Linked DNA regions of Mus musculus: all the other regions are linked to region 5. Evidence: chromatin contacts called from public Hi-C, HiChIP or PLAC-seq and promoter capture Hi-C data. All regions are on one chromosome and are shown on one strand. The core of a region is the stretch at or near the end of the contact, and the rest is flanking DNA. Distances in the headings are between cores, read along the strand shown. Region 1 has its middle 170 kb from the start of Gm41472. Region 2 has its middle 190 kb from the start of Gm22163. Region 3 has its middle 49 kb from the start of Gm41472. Region 4 has its middle 27 kb from the start of Gm25699. Region 5 holds the start of Robo2 (roundabout guidance receptor 2). Region 6 has its middle 270 kb from the start of Gm41472.

Region 1 (2,700 bases), core at 45-2,544, 760 kb after region 5:
AGTTCTTTAGAAACACATCCTTTTAAAGGCAAATATTGCAATGTTTACCTCATAGAGAATGTTACGTATTATATGTTATAATACATGCGTTATAAAAGTAACAAAATTGAATTAAGCCTCAAAATGTTAAGATTCTCTAGATATACTCAGTGAAAATCAGATATATTCTTTTTTTTTTCTGGTGAAAAAATATCTGAAAATTTTACAGTACAAAAAAAGGAATAAAAAAAGCTTTGTAAATGATCAATTAATCTATAAGCACATCGGTCAAAGAAATAGGTTTTGTTTTGTTTTGGTTTTATTGAACTAAAAAAAGCCTCCTGTCTCAGCCTCTTGGGTGCTGGAATCAGAAGCGTGTTTTGTTTCAGGTGGCACAATTTGCAGTACTTATTTAACACTAATTAGAAACACCATTGAGGAAAGCCTATGACATCAAGCCATGAAGACTAGAAATATTTTTTTTTTCATGCAATTTTTAAAGAGAATGCCCTTGAATCAGACTGCAGCAATACATCAGAATGGTATTTAACTCCACCCTGCTGACTGGAAATTGATGTTTCTCTTGGTTATATTTGGTTGAGTAGCTCGCAAGTTTGGTGTCTGAATACAGTAGCCTCGGAGGGTTTTAAAATCAGTATTTCTTGTTTCTTTTTTTCCTTTCACTGTTTTTTCTCCAAATATCACTAAATCAGCTTGAAGTGTTAGGCCCTAGTTACGAATCTGAAGAAGCTTGCTTGAAAGATGTTCATTGTGTTTGGATGCATCCTAGACCTGAGAGACAACAGGGCAGGGTTGGTCGGTCTGGGTACCAAGGCACCTCATAAAACTGCCCATTGTGTTTTGTTTCTAAAACACAAGGAGGGCATCGTTTTGGATGCTGGGGAGGGCTTCTTTTCCCCTTTCTTTAAAAGGAAGAGAAAGCCCTAAGTTGTAAGAAAGAAAACCAACCTCACTGACTAGGGAAATTAGAGGCAAACAAATCCTTTCTCTATAACAATATGGAAAGAAGAAACATGACAGAGTTAACAAAAAGACCCATCTTTCTGTCAGCAGTCTTACTCTCATTCCGCTGAGATCCATTAGCAGCTGCGAAGTGTGAAAATTAGGAGCGAAAGCACAGACGATATTTTAAGGCTGCGAATGCAGTCAGCTTTCACAATCCCTTATCACATCGCCACTTTCCCCCACCAAACATGTGATCAGCACTTTTTTTTTTTTCTCCCTTAATGATTGCTCAACAGATTCAAATATTGCCCCAGAAGTCTACAAAGGGAACTGACCTGGCACAAAGTGATAGCATCCGGGGCCTGTTTCCCAGGAGAATCAGCCAAGGGGACAGGGAAGGGAGCAGATGTTTTTGATCAACAGCCACGTTTTAGTTCGCTACCGTTACTCCCTTCCTAACCACATGCTCTAGGCCGTAATCATGCACTCCCTTCTTTTGCTTTCATAAACACAGCAGCATGTCATACTTCAAAGCCCGTCTTGTTGACACAGCTTGCTTCAGCTGTTCACATAGCAAATTGCTCACCGAAACCAAAGTCACATCAGCTCTTTGCCGAGTGCCTGAAAGAGGCTGTAGACTCTCTATGACGATTGCATTCCGGTGTGTCACGGCGCTGGGAGTCTATACACCTGGCACGGATTCCTTTGCACATTTTAGGTCCTTGCGATGTATGAGGTGTTTCCGCTGCTGCATGAGCTAAAGCGAAGTCTCCCCGCCATTTCACTAAAGCTTCAGAGCAGCCCATCAAATCCTTTTTCATATGTGATACAAATATAAACAGCAGAGACACCAGAGATTGTAATGTAGGGTGTGAAACAAGGCCATACTTACTGCTGGCATCGTTTTGCCTGAGCTGACTGCTTTCCATCTATATTCATTTCCACCTCAAAGCCTACACAGCCGATGAACCACAGTTTTGAGTGGCTATACCCCCAATCCAGATCAGGTAGATTCAAGGCAACAGTGCATGGCGGTCAAAAGACTGCCACAGTGTCACACATCTTTGATTCCACCCAGCTAAGCTCCAATCCTGTAGTCTAAACAAATTTCCTTTAAGACTTAGTCCCTTTATCTATAGTGACAGATCTAAAGTATCCCAAGACCCACTTAAGTTTTTAAACCCCATTTTCTCTACGTTAATGCTTGGCAATCAAAGCTAAAATCAGCACAATTGCAATCTTAATGTCTTTCTAAACGATGACAAATACCTTTAAAGACAATCCAGGTGGCTAATTTTCTCTGGTCTTCTAAAGAAAGAATTTTCTCATGAAAAAAAAAATGGCCAATTTCCCACAATCTGCTCACTTCCTCTTTCTCTTCCACTTGGATTAATGAAGCTCAGGACACGATAATATGCATTTCCTGTTTCTTATTTTGCTTGGTCTGCCCAGTCTGCTTTTCCCTACTCAACTGTTTTACATCACAGTCAGAATGAAATTTAAAGCAAAATTGTATCATTCTATTCACATATTTTTGGTATAAATCTTCCAGGCCACCTGAACATAAATACTTTGCCCTAGCTGTCAAGGTCTTCATGGTTTTCAAATCAGTGGTTTTATTATGTAATGCTGAGGCTCTAATCCAGTGCCTTACTGTACTAGGCAAGTGTTCTACCAGTGAACTATGTCCCCAACCTATGTTCTTCATATTTCTATAATTAAAATATATTCCTCATAGCTGGGTTAGATTTCTCA
Region 2 (2,700 bases), core at 178-2,677, 550 kb after region 5:
TTGAGATTGAAGTTAATATTTATCACTCAATACTTGGAAGAATTCATGTTGTGGATCTGTAAACACATGAGACAAGACTGTATTTACATGGGAGGGTATACAAATATTTATATTACATATATATATATATTTGGTATATATATACACACATATATGTGTATATACATATTTGGTATATATATATTCCTCTGTGTGTGTGTTTGGGGGAGGGTGTGTCTAACTTGGTTTCTCCCTTATCTCTTACCTTATTTTTTGAGACAAGTTTTTTTACTGGATCTGTAGTTCATCGATGTAGCTTGATTGACTCTCTAGTGAGCAACAGGGATGCACCTGTTTGCCCTCCACCCACCTTTTACGGGTATTGAGCATCACACCTCAAGTCCTTATGGTTGTTTCTCAAGAGTTTTACCACAAAAGAACAATTTTTTCCATTGTTTTTCAACATCCACACTTTACAATCCTTTATATATTTAGTGTGTTTTATAAGGTTAGTGATAAATGGTATAAATAGTTTGTCTTGATTTTAGAAACATTTTAATACTCATTTTAAACCTCATGCCAATTTCAATGATTATTTTGAGTGCATAAATATCTGTTGACTAAACTGGTGTTGGTTTGAGGCTTGGCTTTTCTGATTTCCTCTCCACAGTCCTTGGCTTACTGGGGTTGCCATCGTTAGCTTTGATTATCTTATACCTGGGCCGTTACATATTTGTTCATCTCCTGCTTCTCATGTTTTATGCCAATAGAACACTGCTTGGCCTCTGAGACTAATGATTTTTCTGAAGATTGATCTGATTTTCAGATTTCTTTGCTTAAAAAAATATGCATATCCTTAGACTGAATCAGAATATCTGTTTTGAGGTGAACTTCCGCCATCTTGATCCCAATGCTTTGCCACAGGCATTCTTGTTATAGCAGACGTTTTCAGGGGTGTAGACATCCTTCTCATTTAATCCCCATAAAACCATGTTAGCCCTACTTTTCAGTTCTGAAGAACTAACCTGAGGTCACACAGCTAGTAATGCTCAGAGACTAGAAGAAAACCAAAGCCTTGTTAGTTTTTCTCCTTCCTTGTGTCTCACAGGCAAAATAAACACCTGAGGAGGACTGGGAGTAGCTTGATCACCAAAGTAACGATCCTTGGCACTGCCTCAGAGTCTGAAGCCCTCAGCATTCGGCAGCTTTTTCCATTAAAGCAGCTGTTTAAATGCAAATTATCTTTGGTAAGGGTGTCACATTAATAGCTACTACCAGCTATTAACTCCTAAACACAAATCAATGTTCTTGTTCTCCAGACTACACAGGACTGTAAAAAAATGTAACGACTGACGGAAATTTTTGCACTGAGAATAGATAAGGTTGTGAGCATAAGGATGCTGTCACAGTGAGGGCCTTGGACGAATGACAGATCACAGAGACTGGCCGATAGGCAGGATCTGACAACTCCAACTCCGGCTACAAGGGAAGCAGCCTAAACGCACCATTAGAAAAGAGGATGATCCCAAAGATTGCCTGCTTTTCATTTTCGCATAGAACTATTTATAATCCTCGCATACATTTTGAGCATGCTTCAATTTTTCTCATGAAACTCGGGAAATGACTCTTCCCCTTGAGTGTATGATGTAAGCTAAAAGTGAAGAATTAATCCAAGATGGCCAAATCTGATTCACATAAGGTCCCAGCACGAGCTCACATTAACATCTTTAACCTATGCCTTTAGCGAATAAATGCATCTTCTGCCCTTATGGGACAATTGGCCCTTTCATTTTCAGCATTGTGGGAGATGTGGCCAAATGATTGTATCCCCAAGACACCTCGTCATGCTACTTTGTTGGTAGAATCATAACTAACACCTTGATCCTGCAAAGGAAATACAGAAACAGGACTAGGTTTATATATACCGCGTCCCATAGATAGCTCTTTAAATAAGATTCCACATACTATAAAGTGATGCTGAGGCTGTATGCATTAATTAATTCGCACTTTTTAAAAGGGGGACAGTTATTGAATGCCACAGTATTGAATGTTAGTGGCTAATAAATTTGTTATAAAATGTTACAGGATTAGAAAAAAACAACAACAAAAGATCATCGCTGGATATTGGATTAACAATAGAAAGAACAGAGCCTGCCCTAAACCTCTAGGTGAACAATGGCTCTTGAAAAGGAAACGCTGGCAAATTGCCTGTCTCCTGTGGGAGAAGCAGGAAGGAGGCTGCGGCATCTTTGTAAGCAATCACCCTGCAGAAGGCAGGCTTCTTCCTGGGGCATTAACAACATCTCAACAGGAGTCAGAGATTTTTGTCAAGAGCTACAATTTACACAATAATTACACTCATTGGAGGAAACACTGATCCCAAATTGCCTGACTTCTTTTTCTCTCCCCCAAATCAACCATTCCATCCATATCCCCAAGCTGTTTTAGAAAGGATTCTTTTACTAGCATTTCCATTTTAACAAAGAGTATTTTGTGTCGGTGTGTGTTTTATTTTTTTCCAAACACTTCATAGAGCTGATTTCTTTCTATTAATGGACTAAAAGGGGGAGGGGGTGGGAATAGAAAGAAAGTATCATTTCAGAAGCTTTTTGACATACCTAATCATACCTCTCCTGTATTCAGAAGGGAAATAGGTATTTCTTTTAAGTGTGGTTAGGCATGCTAATCATAATTTAGTAAGGAGTACAAAACCAACTGTGA
Region 3 (2,700 bases), core at 133-2,632, 880 kb after region 5:
AGCTCTGCTGCCTGGTTGGTGGCTCAGTGTCTGAGAGATCTCTGGGGTTCAGGTTAGTAGAGAGTGCTGGTCTTTCTGTGAGGTTGTCCTCCTCCTCAGTTTCTTCTAGCCTTTCCCTAATTCAACTACTGTGGTTCCCGACTTCAGTCGATTGGTTAGGTGTAAAGATCTGCCTATGTCTCAGTCAGCTGCTTATTGGGCCTCTCAGAGGACAGTCATGCTCGGCTCCTGTCTGTAACCACACCATAGCATCAGTAATAGTGTTAGGCCCTGGTGCCTCTCCTTAAGACTGACGTCAAGTTGAACTGGTCACTGTACCTCCTTTCCCTCAGTCTCTTCTCCATTTTTGTACCTGTAGTTCTTTTATACAGAATTAATTCTGGGTCAGAGTTTTTTTGACTGTGGAATGGCAAACCCATCCTTCCACTCGAAAATATCATACTGAGTGAGGTATCTCAGACCTTAAAGGACAGGGATGGTATGTACTCACTTGTACATGGATATTAGCCAAAACTGTACATAATACCCAGGATACAAGGCACAGAACTCCAGAAGGTTAAAAAGTGGAAGGGCTCAAGTGAAGATGCTTCATTCCCACTTGGGAGGGAGAAGAAAGCAATCAGGAGGGTAGGAGGCAGAGAGACCTGGGTGGGAGAGGGGAGGAGGGAAAGGGGAACATGATCAGGTATTGGGGTAAAAGGAGACAGGAGAGAAACCCTGAGGGCCAGCAGAATGGAAATATGCAACCTGGGGGTAGGTAGGAGGTGGGGGTCCCTCTAGAATATACCAGAAACTTGGGGGGGGAGGGGGGCGGGACTCTCAGGACTCAAACGGAGGAAACTTAGATGAAATGTCCAACAGTAGGGAGAGAGAACTTGTAGTGTCTACCTCCAGTAGAAAGACAGGGCACAAAATATCTTTGCGTTTTATTGAGGAGGGAATGACTTTGCCACCTGCTGACTTATTCTTCCAAAATGAAGAGCAAGAAACTCTTCTTAAACAAGATAGAAGAAAGGACAATTCTAAGACTCTGTCTGCTCTTCATCATTTAAGACAAATGCTACAAAGTGAAGTGGTGCCTATACTTTTGTTACAATGTAATTTTAAATGCAACATCCCACCAGGCATACCCATCACTGGTAAGGAAGATTCTAAATATCCCTGGTAAGGCACAGAGACTGTTTGGCTGCTCATGGTTTATTTGTAACAAATGTTCAAGGTGAGCAAGTGACTGCGCTCTGTATAAAATCCCGTTGTTTGGAACATTTCCCAGTCAGCCCAGTGATAGAATCATAGCGGCCACACAGCTGGAACTTCTCTTCTCTGAGTCTAACGACTTTTTCTGTTGATGCCCCACCTCCTTCGGTTCCGCCTTTTCAGACAGCACAACACACTGAGTGTTGATTTATTCCACCATGCAGGCGGCTCCTGCCTTTTCTTTGTCCAGACTATGTGAAGGTCACAGTGAAAAACAGCGTTTCTCATGTCCTTATACACTGTTACAGGAGCCAACGCTTCTCCCAGCTTGAGGTTATTATTTGGCGATTTGAGCCCTGCTTGGTTTGAATGGTTTGATTTATATCCTGCCTTCCCTTAAATTAAAAATACTGCTGCTTGTATATCCCAGTGTGTGTTTTCACCGAGGTTTTAAGTTTTATTTGTTTTTTGACATTGCTTCTCCTATGACTTTAGAGCAATGTAATTTCAGCGAGTTTCTTGTTCATATTAAATAGATACCATCTCCATATTAAACACAGCACCAGTTCTTCTTTGCCTGGCTTTCTTTTGTCGTTTCTTAAGAAACCTGAATGTGCAGGATCGAAGAATAAACTATTGTTAACCTGAGACCCCTTTTAATGCTTGAACATCTGTAGTCCCGCTGAAACACGCCCCGCGATGTAGAGTTCATTTTTTTTTTTTGCTAAGAAACGCACTCCATTTCAAGGTCCTCTTTCTGCTAAAATGCTTTTATCAAAAACTGTATCAAAACAAATCTGAGACTTCAGTGCCTTCCCATCAATATTAAATCTAAATGTTCTCCTTTAGGACATACTTTGAGAAGGTTTTATATTTTCCGACTTCTACCAGCCCAAATCCTTAGTCATTCTAACTGTAGGGACAACAGGGTGACAGCTCAGGGATAAAAATCTTCTCTAGCTTCTTTGTTATACTGTTATACATCAACATTCATTTTATATAGCCTAAGAGAGAAAGCCAGCATAGCACACTCTTATGTGTCAAAGCAACAGTAATTGTCTCACTTCTAACCTTTAAGTATTCTCTGGAAGTAGTCTAATCTAAGACTGGAAGTAAAACTACTGTGTCTGTAGAAAATGCACTATGTTGTGATTCTTGCAATTAATGAAAAAAATGTCACAAGTCAGATTATATGATGTAAGTAAGGCCCAAATTACTGAAGTCATCCGGAGCTGCTTTGATTGCATTTGGCCGCATTAGGTTTGACGTAATATTTCTCAGAGAACCCTGATAGGCATTGATGAAGACCAGTAAAGGAAGACTGAGAGAGTTAAAAAAAGAAAAAAAAAGTAGGCAATGGGAAAAAACACTTACCTTCCTTGTGCTTGTTGACAGAAAATATGATATAACAATGAAAAAAATGGATGGTCCAGAGACTGTCCCACCCGGGGGGTCCATCCCATAATCAGCTACCAAACGCAGACACTATTGCATACGCCAGCA
Region 4 (2,700 bases), core at 195-2,694, 960 kb after region 5:
TCATCTCCTTTCAGGAGAAACAGATCGGAACACATTTTCACCTTTTTGTGTCTCGAAATGCTGGTGAAGTATTCTAGTTTCTAATATGTGTGTTAGAGAAGAATTGTAGCTCCCAAGAATAGCTAGGAAAAAGAATTGAGGAAGTGGGAAGGGAGCATTTCAAAGAATATCTTGTTTCTCAGGCTCTTGCAGTCTTCTATTGTTCACAGAATATACTATGTCAGAGCACTATATCTATGTGTCCTTCTGAGCCCACACAGTGCCACCATACTAGAATTAACAAACCCTTCCACACCCTCCTGCCCCCATTACCATGGTGTCTCTTCCCCAGTCCTTTTCACAAAACTCACTTCCATCAAATTCTTTCATAATAAAGAAAAAAAAAATCTTTGTTTTGATGCTGTTGCATGGACGCTATTGCATGGGTTCTTTACAAAGCACACATGTGTTTAAAAACTTGGCATACAAGATGAATATCGGGGGGAAAATCAGTGTCCTATGAGATCCTTAAGCAAATTATAAAATGGGTGGTCTCTATTGAGTGCCCTCTCCCCAGCCTTCCTCCCAGGTCTGGAGGCAATGCTTTTTGAAGCTTTTTTATTTTTTTATTTTTTCCAACTTTGGCCATTATTTTCCCTGAAGATCCAACATTAGTCTCTCTAAAACAAAAGTGCTTATCAGTCCCCTTGTTTCTACAATTGATACCATGTAAGAAGAAAATAATTCAAATTCATTCACATTAAAGAATGACTGGCTGATAGGCTCAAATACCCCCATAATTATTTTTATTTTAAAACAAGGAGGTTATTAACCTAAATTGCACCCATTAGAGGAGCAGCTGGCATGCAGGGTGATGCTTCCGACGTTATATCTGTGTATGAGAAAGGAACCTTGTCACCCACTCTAATTCTAATTCATTTTTAGGTTATTAAAAAAGACCAGTTGGAATTAGAAAGGTTAAGTTACAACTTCTAAAAACATTTTAATATATGATTGTGCTTTCCATGGGAAATGAATGACTTTGAGTTAGGATGCCTTCTCATTATGCCTTGTTGGGAAGCATTGCATACCTAGTAAGGCAAGCTGATCCTGAAACTTTCCTTTGAACAAAATGATGGCAACACTAAATAAACAAAGATTTAATCACAGTTTTTTGAGTTTTTTTGGTTTTTGGTTTTTTTAAATAATACTTCCTTCATCCTATGTTTTAACAACGCCCATCACCTTGGAAATTGACTTTCCAAAAGAACGTTTCTGATTTGCTATGTTGAGAATGAAAAGAGAGATTTATGAGAAGGCCGACATTTGATCACTATGTTCATTTATTTTGTAAGGACAAATTCTAGCAAAGCCAGAACCAACTGTTAGGTACCCAAGAGTAGGCAGCTGCAGAAATTTACTTTACACGGAGTCAGTCTCGCACCACCAGTAAAAGGCCTTGGTTCTCACAGGAAGTTTAAGCCTGTCGCCTGGTCTGTGGTTTGCCTTTGAAATTGCACTTGCCGCTATGTCCTAAGTAAAATCAGACTGTAATTAAGGCAAGTATTCTGCCTACAAGAAAAGTAAGATCCAGTTACCAAAGGCAAGAACAATTTCTCCATTTTAATTGGCTGCATTAGCTATCCATCTACCATACGTGATGAAAGGGTACCAAATGAGGAAACCCGCTGTGGCAACTTCTGGTTATGGCTCCGGAAATTGCTGCTGCACTTACTTTAAATACAATTCCAAGCAGAGGGCAATTAATAAAAAGGATTGTGGCAGGAAAGCTTATTTTAAAATGGTACGATGAAATATGGGGCGGTACTGGCATTTCTGAGTGAGATGCTAGACTCACTGCAGAACTGGAAATGGCCTGCATCAAAGGAAACCTGACCAAAATTCAGCTCCGGTAACGAGTGGGTATAATGAGGGATCTAGTATTTCTACCATGCATTATTTGCCCATCAAGATGCGATGAGAGAAGGGATAGAGCAGGAGAGAGAGAGAGAGAGAGAGAGAGAGAGAGAGAGAGAGAGAGAGAGACAGAGAGAGAGAGAGAGAGCGCTAAGGAGAGAAAGAAGGGCATTAAAGGGACTAAAATCCATTTATATAAAGATATGAAGTTCTCAGTAATTTGTTTTGAAAGCATGCTTACTACTAAATAGCTGGAAGAAAAGCTTTAAGTTATGATTTGCATTATGATAGGGAACCTAGAGATGCATGAGATTTAAATTGAAACTATGAATGGCAGAATCATCCCATTAGGTTGATTAAATGGTTACAAAATCATTCCAAATTTGGGAACTACACTACTCTTACCTAAAAATAAGACATCTGACCCCTTGACTGCTGCAAAGGTTTCTAGAATGGATCGACTAACCTTTGGACATACCCACATCATAACTTTATGCCATATGTTTCAATGTTACCGTTTTAAAGCAAATTTTCTAGGTTGTCATTTGCATGAAGGAGACAGTAACACAGCCAAACACTTAGTCCAATTCTTAATACAGTCCAGATCCACATCCAGTTCTCTGTGGGGTAAGATTTAAGATTAGCCATTCATTTCAACATGTAAGATGAGAAGATACTGATATTCGACGCATGCATGTGGAAATAAATGAAAAAATAAGAGAGAGAATAGAATCACTCTACTTTTATGTAAAGTTTTCAGAGGACTGGTCCTGGTAACTGACTTTGGAACAGGCTACATTTGTC
Region 5 (2,700 bases), core at 152-2,651:
AGACTCGCCAAGCAGAGGCTTGCTTGGCTCAGGGACCTGCGTGAGTTCCTGTCAGGCGCTTTTATAATCACCTGAACAAGCATCAAACAGCTACCAAGCAAAGCTTTTGATCACACGTGGGTCCGGCCACAACGGCCATGTCAGGGCACCTTAGACAGTGGCAGGAATCGGATTGAAAGTGGCCTTCTCTAACTGTGCCCAGCCCTAATAGCATCTATTCGGTAGTTTTTGCTTGGACTGTATTCCCTTTTATCGTGCTTGGGCAGAAATTCCGCTCCAGCTCATGTTAGCCTAGTTGGGTTATCAGCGTTCCTAAATCAGAGGCTGCTTTTCCTAATTCTCTTTTAGAGGTCCTAAAAAGAGCGAAGGCTCTAGAAAACCACTTCCTCAAGTCTTTTGATCCTCGACCTCCTCCATTCCCAGAGTCTTCTGCAGGACTCATTTATCACAAGGTCCCGAATTATAGTCCGTGAGTGTTGAGAGGTCAGGAGGCAACTGAGCAACATTAGCCCGATGCCAGTCCTCCCCCTATTTTCTCTTGGGGATTCCGTAGTTAGCCATAGATCTTGGCTAAAACAAGCTGGCCGAGATTAGAGATACCCCTCCCCTACATCCACATAGTTGGTTTTGTGTGTGGTGCGGTGGGGGGTGGGCAAGTTCACTTACAACCACAGAGGGTGTATGTACACAAAACCTTTCTACTCCAATAGATACTTCTTTCACTCCCCTGCTCTCCCTGTTGGCCAGCTTCTTTCTGGTAAAAGGTGAACTCTGTGTGTGTGTGTGTGTGTGTGTGTATGTGTGTGTGTGTGTGTGTGTGTGTGTGTGTGTGTGTGTGTGTGTGGTGATTTTAACAGGTAATGAGGCTGTGCCCGGGGTCCTGGAAGATCATTTTTTTTTTCTAGAAAAGCTCTTGTGCAGCTCCAGCAGACGGAGCGATGAATAATTAGGAAGGGCTTCCATGAAATCACTCACCGAGAAAATTACCTGCCCATTAAACGGGCCGCGTGAAGAGCAGGAGGCTGGAAGCCCACCTCACCCCTCCAGAGGAGGGAGGGAGGGGGACGCCCAGGAGGCTCCCAGAATGGGAAAGAGTTGATGGCAGTCCTAGCGAGCCCGCAGCGGTTCCACATTGGTTTATTTCTGTCCCCCCAAGACTTATTCGCTTGCCTGGTTACCCTTGCTCCGCGGACCCCGGGGAGGGCTGTCTCCCCCTGCACGGGACAGTGATCGGGTGGAGGTGGAGATCCGCGTACACCCCTCCATCCTTCAACCCCTCCCGGGGATATACTGGGAGCAGCTCTTTCCTCCCCTCCTCTCCTGCTTCCTCGCCTTCCCTCCTCCAAGTCCTTCCAGCCCCCAGCAGCTGCTGGAGGAGGCGGTCGCAGCGCAGCCTCCGCCTCTGAAGCGGTGACTGTCCCGAAAGAGGCTGGAGGCAGCACTACTCCCGGAGGCTGGACCACGCGTGAGCATCCTCAGGGCTCCCAGGTCCGGAGCTCCTAGATCTGGCGGTGCTCGCCAGCAGCAGCTGGACGCTAGATCTCTCCGGGGCGGCCCCTCCCGGGTGGCCGCGGCCTCAGCTCAGCCCCTCCCTCTTCCCTTGCTTCTTCTCCTCGCCCTCCTCCTCGCTCCCTCACCACGTAGGAGTTCCCATTCTCCACCCAAGCCGTCCTGCCTTCCCCTTTTCCTTCCTTTTGGAAACCAGAGACTCCGAGGGAGGCGACCAGGCTGCGGAGGAGAGGGCCGGCTCACAAAGTGCTGCTTTGACACATCCTTAGGATGGAAGTTAAGTGAAAACAGAACCACACAAAACAAAACTCCGCGAAGTGGTGCTGCTACGGAGGAAACCAAGGGGAGAAAAACCCGGTGGGCAGGTCAATGGTTGCTTCGCAGCGCTTTGGCAAGTTTGTGGAACACTTTCTAGGAATTAGGTCTTTTTTGTACCCCCATCATCTTCTTGACTTCCGAAGAAAGAAGTTGTGTTTGGATTGCAATGGAGTCTAAGGAGACAGGGCTAGACGCACGTGAATAGTCCCGCCAGCTGGGCTGAATTTGTGGGAATTTAGAAAGACAGCCTGTGGAAGTGCAACGTCTCTGAAGTCCCCTGGGTTCATTCGGATGGCACCTAACGCGTCCCGTGACAGACCTCTTCACCAACAGCTTCCGATGTTGCCATTTTGCTCTTCTTGACCTTAATTAATCTCTAGGAAAGTCTAAACTTCGGACCTACCTCTTTTTTTGATACTTATTTTTGTACTTCTGCTCTCTGGGATTGGTTTCTTAAACAACCTGGATCCTTTTTCATATGTCAAAATGAATCCTCTGATGTTTACACTATTATTGCTCTTTGGATTTCTCTGCATTCAGATTGATGGTGAGTTAAAGCACCCCTTTTTCTCTGAGATTGTTGTGCCTTCTAAAGAAAATGACAGTGTAGTTGGGAGTATGTTTGGCGAGGCACAAGCTCTTCAGGGCTAGAGGTTCTATGCCTTTTGTTTCTAACCTGATGCTAGTGGAACACCTTATTGTTACTGTTATTGTGATTCATTAATTGAGGCGTTTAGCAGTAAGTGATGGGCTCCCAGCTTAGAAGAGTAACTATTAAAAAACAATGCTAAGAGAGAACCCCGAATGGTTGTGACTACTCTCTCTCTTTGGTATTTGTTCTGGTATCTAAACTTTGGCTTAGGCATTCAACTG
Region 6 (2,700 bases), core at 181-2,680, 660 kb after region 5:
GAATTCATATCCACCATGTGTGTGAAGATGCCCACAAATGCCAGAAGAGGACAACAGTTCTCCTGGAACTAGAGCTATAGCCATTTGTCAGCCAACTGTAGTGGATGCTGGGAACTAAACCTGGGTCCTCTGCAAGAACAGTAAAAGCTTTTAATTGCAGAGTTATCTCTTTAGCCCTCAGGATTTCTTTCTAATTTTTGTGCATTTTTTAGTTGTTGTTATTGTTTTAGGCACTGCATACATGTGTGTGTGGTACACATTATGTGCATGTTTTGTGTGGTAGGCACAGTGTACATGTGTGTGGTAGGCACTTTGTGCATGTTGAGTGTGGTATTTACTGTGTACATGTTGTCTGTGGTAGGAACTCTGTGCATGTTGTGTATAGTAGGCATGCAAGCCGGAAGGTCAATGTGGAGGTCTAAGAATAAATTTGTGGAGTTGTTTTTTCTGTTTTCTCCTTTTACTGGGTTTTGGAAATCCAACAGATTATTGAACCAGACAAGAGGGTACCTCTTTCAATAGATAACAAGATATTAAAGAAATAATGCTAATTAAAATTTAAAATCTTGGAAAGTAGATTAATCTATATTTATAATCAAAGATTTCTATATGAGAAATAAATATTCAACTGAAGTTAAGCTAGCACTTTTTATGAAAAACATCTATCTTTCATTTGGGGTGAACACACACACACACACCCCAACGTTGGTGTTATAGATGCTGGATGTTTAAGCAAAATTCCAACAGATCTAGTTCTAATAAAATATAAATGTTGGGAAGGATTTCAAACTTCAACTGCGTGGTGCAAACTGCTATTACTTGTATAGGTATATATAGCCTTACCATGTGTGAATGCAAATTTTACTTAGACAAATCAAAGGCACAGGGTGGCAGGCACATTAGCTTTAGTTTTCAAAACTTCATTGGCTTCAGCTGTTAGTTGAAATGGAACCAGTCTCTTCTACTTTATTGGCACCATTCTGCGCTCTGCCTTTCACTCAGCAATCCAAAAAGACCTTCCCTAAACTTTCTCTTGCCAAGTTGGTAAAATGATGTAAACATTAGTACAAAAATAGATGTGTATGCACTTTTACTAAAAACTTGAAAGTCTGGATGCTTAGAAGCATAGAAGTGACAGGAACATCAACTAAATATAGATAATTCTTGAAATTCTCACAAGTGTCTTTTGTGCCCATAATTTTCAGTTGTGTGAGCAGGCCGTTCATCAAAGGAGGGACTAATGGTGTGCTTTAAAGTTTCACTGACAGAGAGGCAAACGCACCAAAGTTCTAGAATTTCATAGAGCCTCGCAATGAAATACGGCGAGTCCAATTTCAAAGACAGATTTATAGGCATGATTGTGTAACCTAGGTGGCCTAGATTTCACATACCCAGTCCAGAATAGATTAAATTCACATGGCTTTCTCAAGGAGCTAAAACAGCTTTGAATGTTTGAGTCTGCCTTTCCTAAAAGCTGAGTCATATAATCCACAATCAGTGGCTACTGAAGCTGAGGAAATAGCTTTAGAGTGTTTTTCTAAGACCCTTTCCAAGACTACACTCTAATTTAAAAACAATTTGTGTAACTGACAAAGCACAAGGCCCACGTGCCATATTTTAGTGACTTGTCTAACAAGGACAGTAACGTGAGTCAAATTTTCTGGTTGCATAATTTGCTGCAGAAATCGTTACTATACAATTCTTTGTGGACTAGTTGCATAAGGAAAGAAAGATAATCAAATGTGTGATGTTCACACGTTGAACCTATGAAGGATACAGAATATGCATCTTAATCACCTATGCGGCCAAACTGGATATTACTAGGTCTGAGCTGGAGAAGATGGAGAAGTTCTCACTTAAAAAAATCTTCCACATGTAAGCAAAAAGTAAACAATTGAAAAGTTATGGAACTTCGGAATAATGCATGTGATAGTATCAACAGAAAGAAAATCAAAATGACATTTCCCAGTCTTGTTTAATGACTCTTTCTTGGCCAACACCCAGAAGTTTCACTTATCAGACTTCTGGGCTCTATACCTTACTTATACTGAAAAATCTTATGCTGGAAAAGAAGTATTTTCTCTCTCAACTTCTTGCTCTCCCTTGTGGCACGCATGCGTGTGTGTGTGTGTGTGTGTGTGTGTGTGTGTGTGTGTGTGTGTGTGTATGTGTGTGTGTGTGTGTGTGTGTGTGCCCACAACCATATGTCTGAGAGGCAGTGTTCAGGTGCCATGGTGTGGATATAGAGGTTAGAGGACAACCTCATGAGTGAACTTTGGCCTTCCACCTTGATGAAGACTGGGTCTCTGTTTTGTTTGCTATGGCAGAGGCTAGGCCAGCTGGCCTGCATGTTTCTTGCTTCTGCTGTCTTAAAATCCTCCTGTCTCTAGGATGCCTGAGACTATAGACAGATACAACACACTTTACATGGATTCTGGGGATTCAAAATCAGGCTTACCCAAGCCATCTCTCCATCCCTAAGCAGCTATTATTATAGGTACCAAAGAGACACACATGGCTCTTCTTTCATCACCTTTCAACAAGAATGTCATCACAAAATGTCCATTAACTGTTGTACAAATTGACTTTTTGCATTGCTACGGTATCCCATTCCTACTTAAAGAAACTTGTGGTTATTTTTTTCTAGGAGAGCAATTGTTGTGTCTTTAGCACCTAGGGTTTTCTGACTCCATTTAGATG

Evidence for each region. Promoter capture Hi-C pulls out the DNA fragments that hold promoters and counts their contacts. A called contact is a pair of places that touch in the nucleus more often than the background predicts. HiChIP or PLAC-seq counts read pairs in DNA pulled down with a chosen protein or histone mark.
Region 1: a contact with region 5 is called in a promoter capture Hi-C map of hippocampal neurons, with 8 times the contacts expected there. The contact joins the enhancer-like site here to the promoter of Robo2 in region 5. A contact is called at or near these places in 2 of 39 promoter capture datasets (cranial neural crest and hippocampal neurons), 4 of 484 Hi-C or Micro-C datasets (all in uterus), 7 of 115 datasets of contacts at active chromatin or transcription factors (astrocytes, craniofacial prominence, embryonic forebrain and 4 more) and 1 of 9 other capture datasets (embryonic stem cells).
Region 2: a contact with region 5 is called in an H3K4me3 HiChIP or PLAC-seq map of embryonic midbrain, with 6 times the contacts expected there. The contact joins the enhancer-like site here to the promoter of Robo2 in region 5. A contact is called at or near these places in 4 of 484 Hi-C or Micro-C datasets (cortical neurons, embryonic fibroblasts and uterus) and 11 of 115 datasets of contacts at active chromatin or transcription factors (craniofacial prominence, embryonic basal ganglia, embryonic forebrain and 7 more).
Region 3: a contact with region 5 is called in a Hi-C map of uterus, with 4 times the contacts expected there. The contact joins the enhancer-like site here to the promoter of Robo2 in region 5. A contact is called at or near these places in 3 of 484 Hi-C or Micro-C datasets (nephron progenitors and uterus) and 6 of 115 datasets of contacts at active chromatin or transcription factors (VIP interneurons, astrocytes, embryonic basal ganglia and 3 more).
Region 4: a contact with region 5 is called in an H3K4me3 HiChIP or PLAC-seq map of embryonic limb bud, with 8 times the contacts expected there. The contact joins the enhancer-like site here to the promoter of Robo2 in region 5. A contact is called at or near these places in 3 of 39 promoter capture datasets (cranial neural crest, hippocampal neurons and maxillary cranial neural crest), 9 of 115 datasets of contacts at active chromatin or transcription factors (craniofacial prominence, embryonic basal ganglia, embryonic forebrain and 6 more) and 1 of 9 other capture datasets (embryonic stem cells).
Region 6: an H3K4me3 HiChIP or PLAC-seq map of embryonic limb bud shows a contact between it and region 5, with 4 times the contacts expected there. The contact joins the enhancer-like site here to the promoter of Robo2 in region 5. A contact is called at or near these places in 3 of 484 Hi-C or Micro-C datasets (cerebral cortex, olfactory sensory neurons and uterus), 6 of 115 datasets of contacts at active chromatin or transcription factors (astrocytes, craniofacial prominence, embryonic forebrain and 3 more) and 1 of 9 other capture datasets (embryonic stem cells).

Annotation. Positions count from the first base shown.
Region 1 is chr16:73,646,150-73,648,849 of GRCm38.p6, reverse strand. No RefSeq gene overlaps it. Among named protein-coding and RNA genes, the nearest start is that of Gm41472, 170 kb to the right of the region's middle. Within about 2 kb of position 1,294, at least 54 of the 459 cell types and tissues checked have an H3K27ac peak or open chromatin away from gene starts, as enhancers often do. A contact at or near this core is called in craniofacial prominence, forebrain, hippocampal neurons and 2 more, where this site is marked.
Region 2 is chr16:73,863,483-73,866,182 of GRCm38.p6, reverse strand. No RefSeq gene overlaps it. Among named protein-coding and RNA genes, the nearest start is that of Gm22163, 190 kb to the left of the region's middle. Within about 2 kb of position 1,427, at least 8 of the 459 cell types and tissues checked have an H3K27ac peak or open chromatin away from gene starts, as enhancers often do.
Region 3 is chr16:73,529,058-73,531,757 of GRCm38.p6, reverse strand. No RefSeq gene overlaps it. Among named protein-coding and RNA genes, the nearest start is that of Gm41472, 49 kb to the right of the region's middle. Within about 2 kb of position 1,382, at least 15 of the 459 cell types and tissues checked have an H3K27ac peak or open chromatin away from gene starts, as enhancers often do. A contact at or near this core is called in nephron progenitors, neural tube and uterus, where this site is marked.
Region 4 is chr16:73,448,960-73,451,659 of GRCm38.p6, reverse strand. No RefSeq gene overlaps it. Among named protein-coding and RNA genes, the nearest start is that of Gm25699, 27 kb to the right of the region's middle. Within about 2 kb of position 1,444, at least 4 of the 459 cell types and tissues checked have an H3K27ac peak or open chromatin away from gene starts, as enhancers often do. A contact at or near this core is called in embryonic basal ganglia and embryonic limb bud, where this site is marked.
Region 5 is chr16:74,410,526-74,413,225 of GRCm38.p6, reverse strand. It overlaps Robo2 (roundabout guidance receptor 2), which reads left to right and starts at 1,401. Exons shown (of 28, transcript NM_175549.5): 1 at 1,401-2,374. The coding sequence starts at 2,314.
Region 6 is chr16:73,753,186-73,755,885 of GRCm38.p6, reverse strand. No RefSeq gene overlaps it. Among named protein-coding and RNA genes, the nearest start is that of Gm41472, 270 kb to the right of the region's middle. Within about 2 kb of position 1,430, at least 9 of the 459 cell types and tissues checked have an H3K27ac peak or open chromatin away from gene starts, as enhancers often do. A contact at or near this core is called in craniofacial prominence and embryonic limb bud, where this site is marked.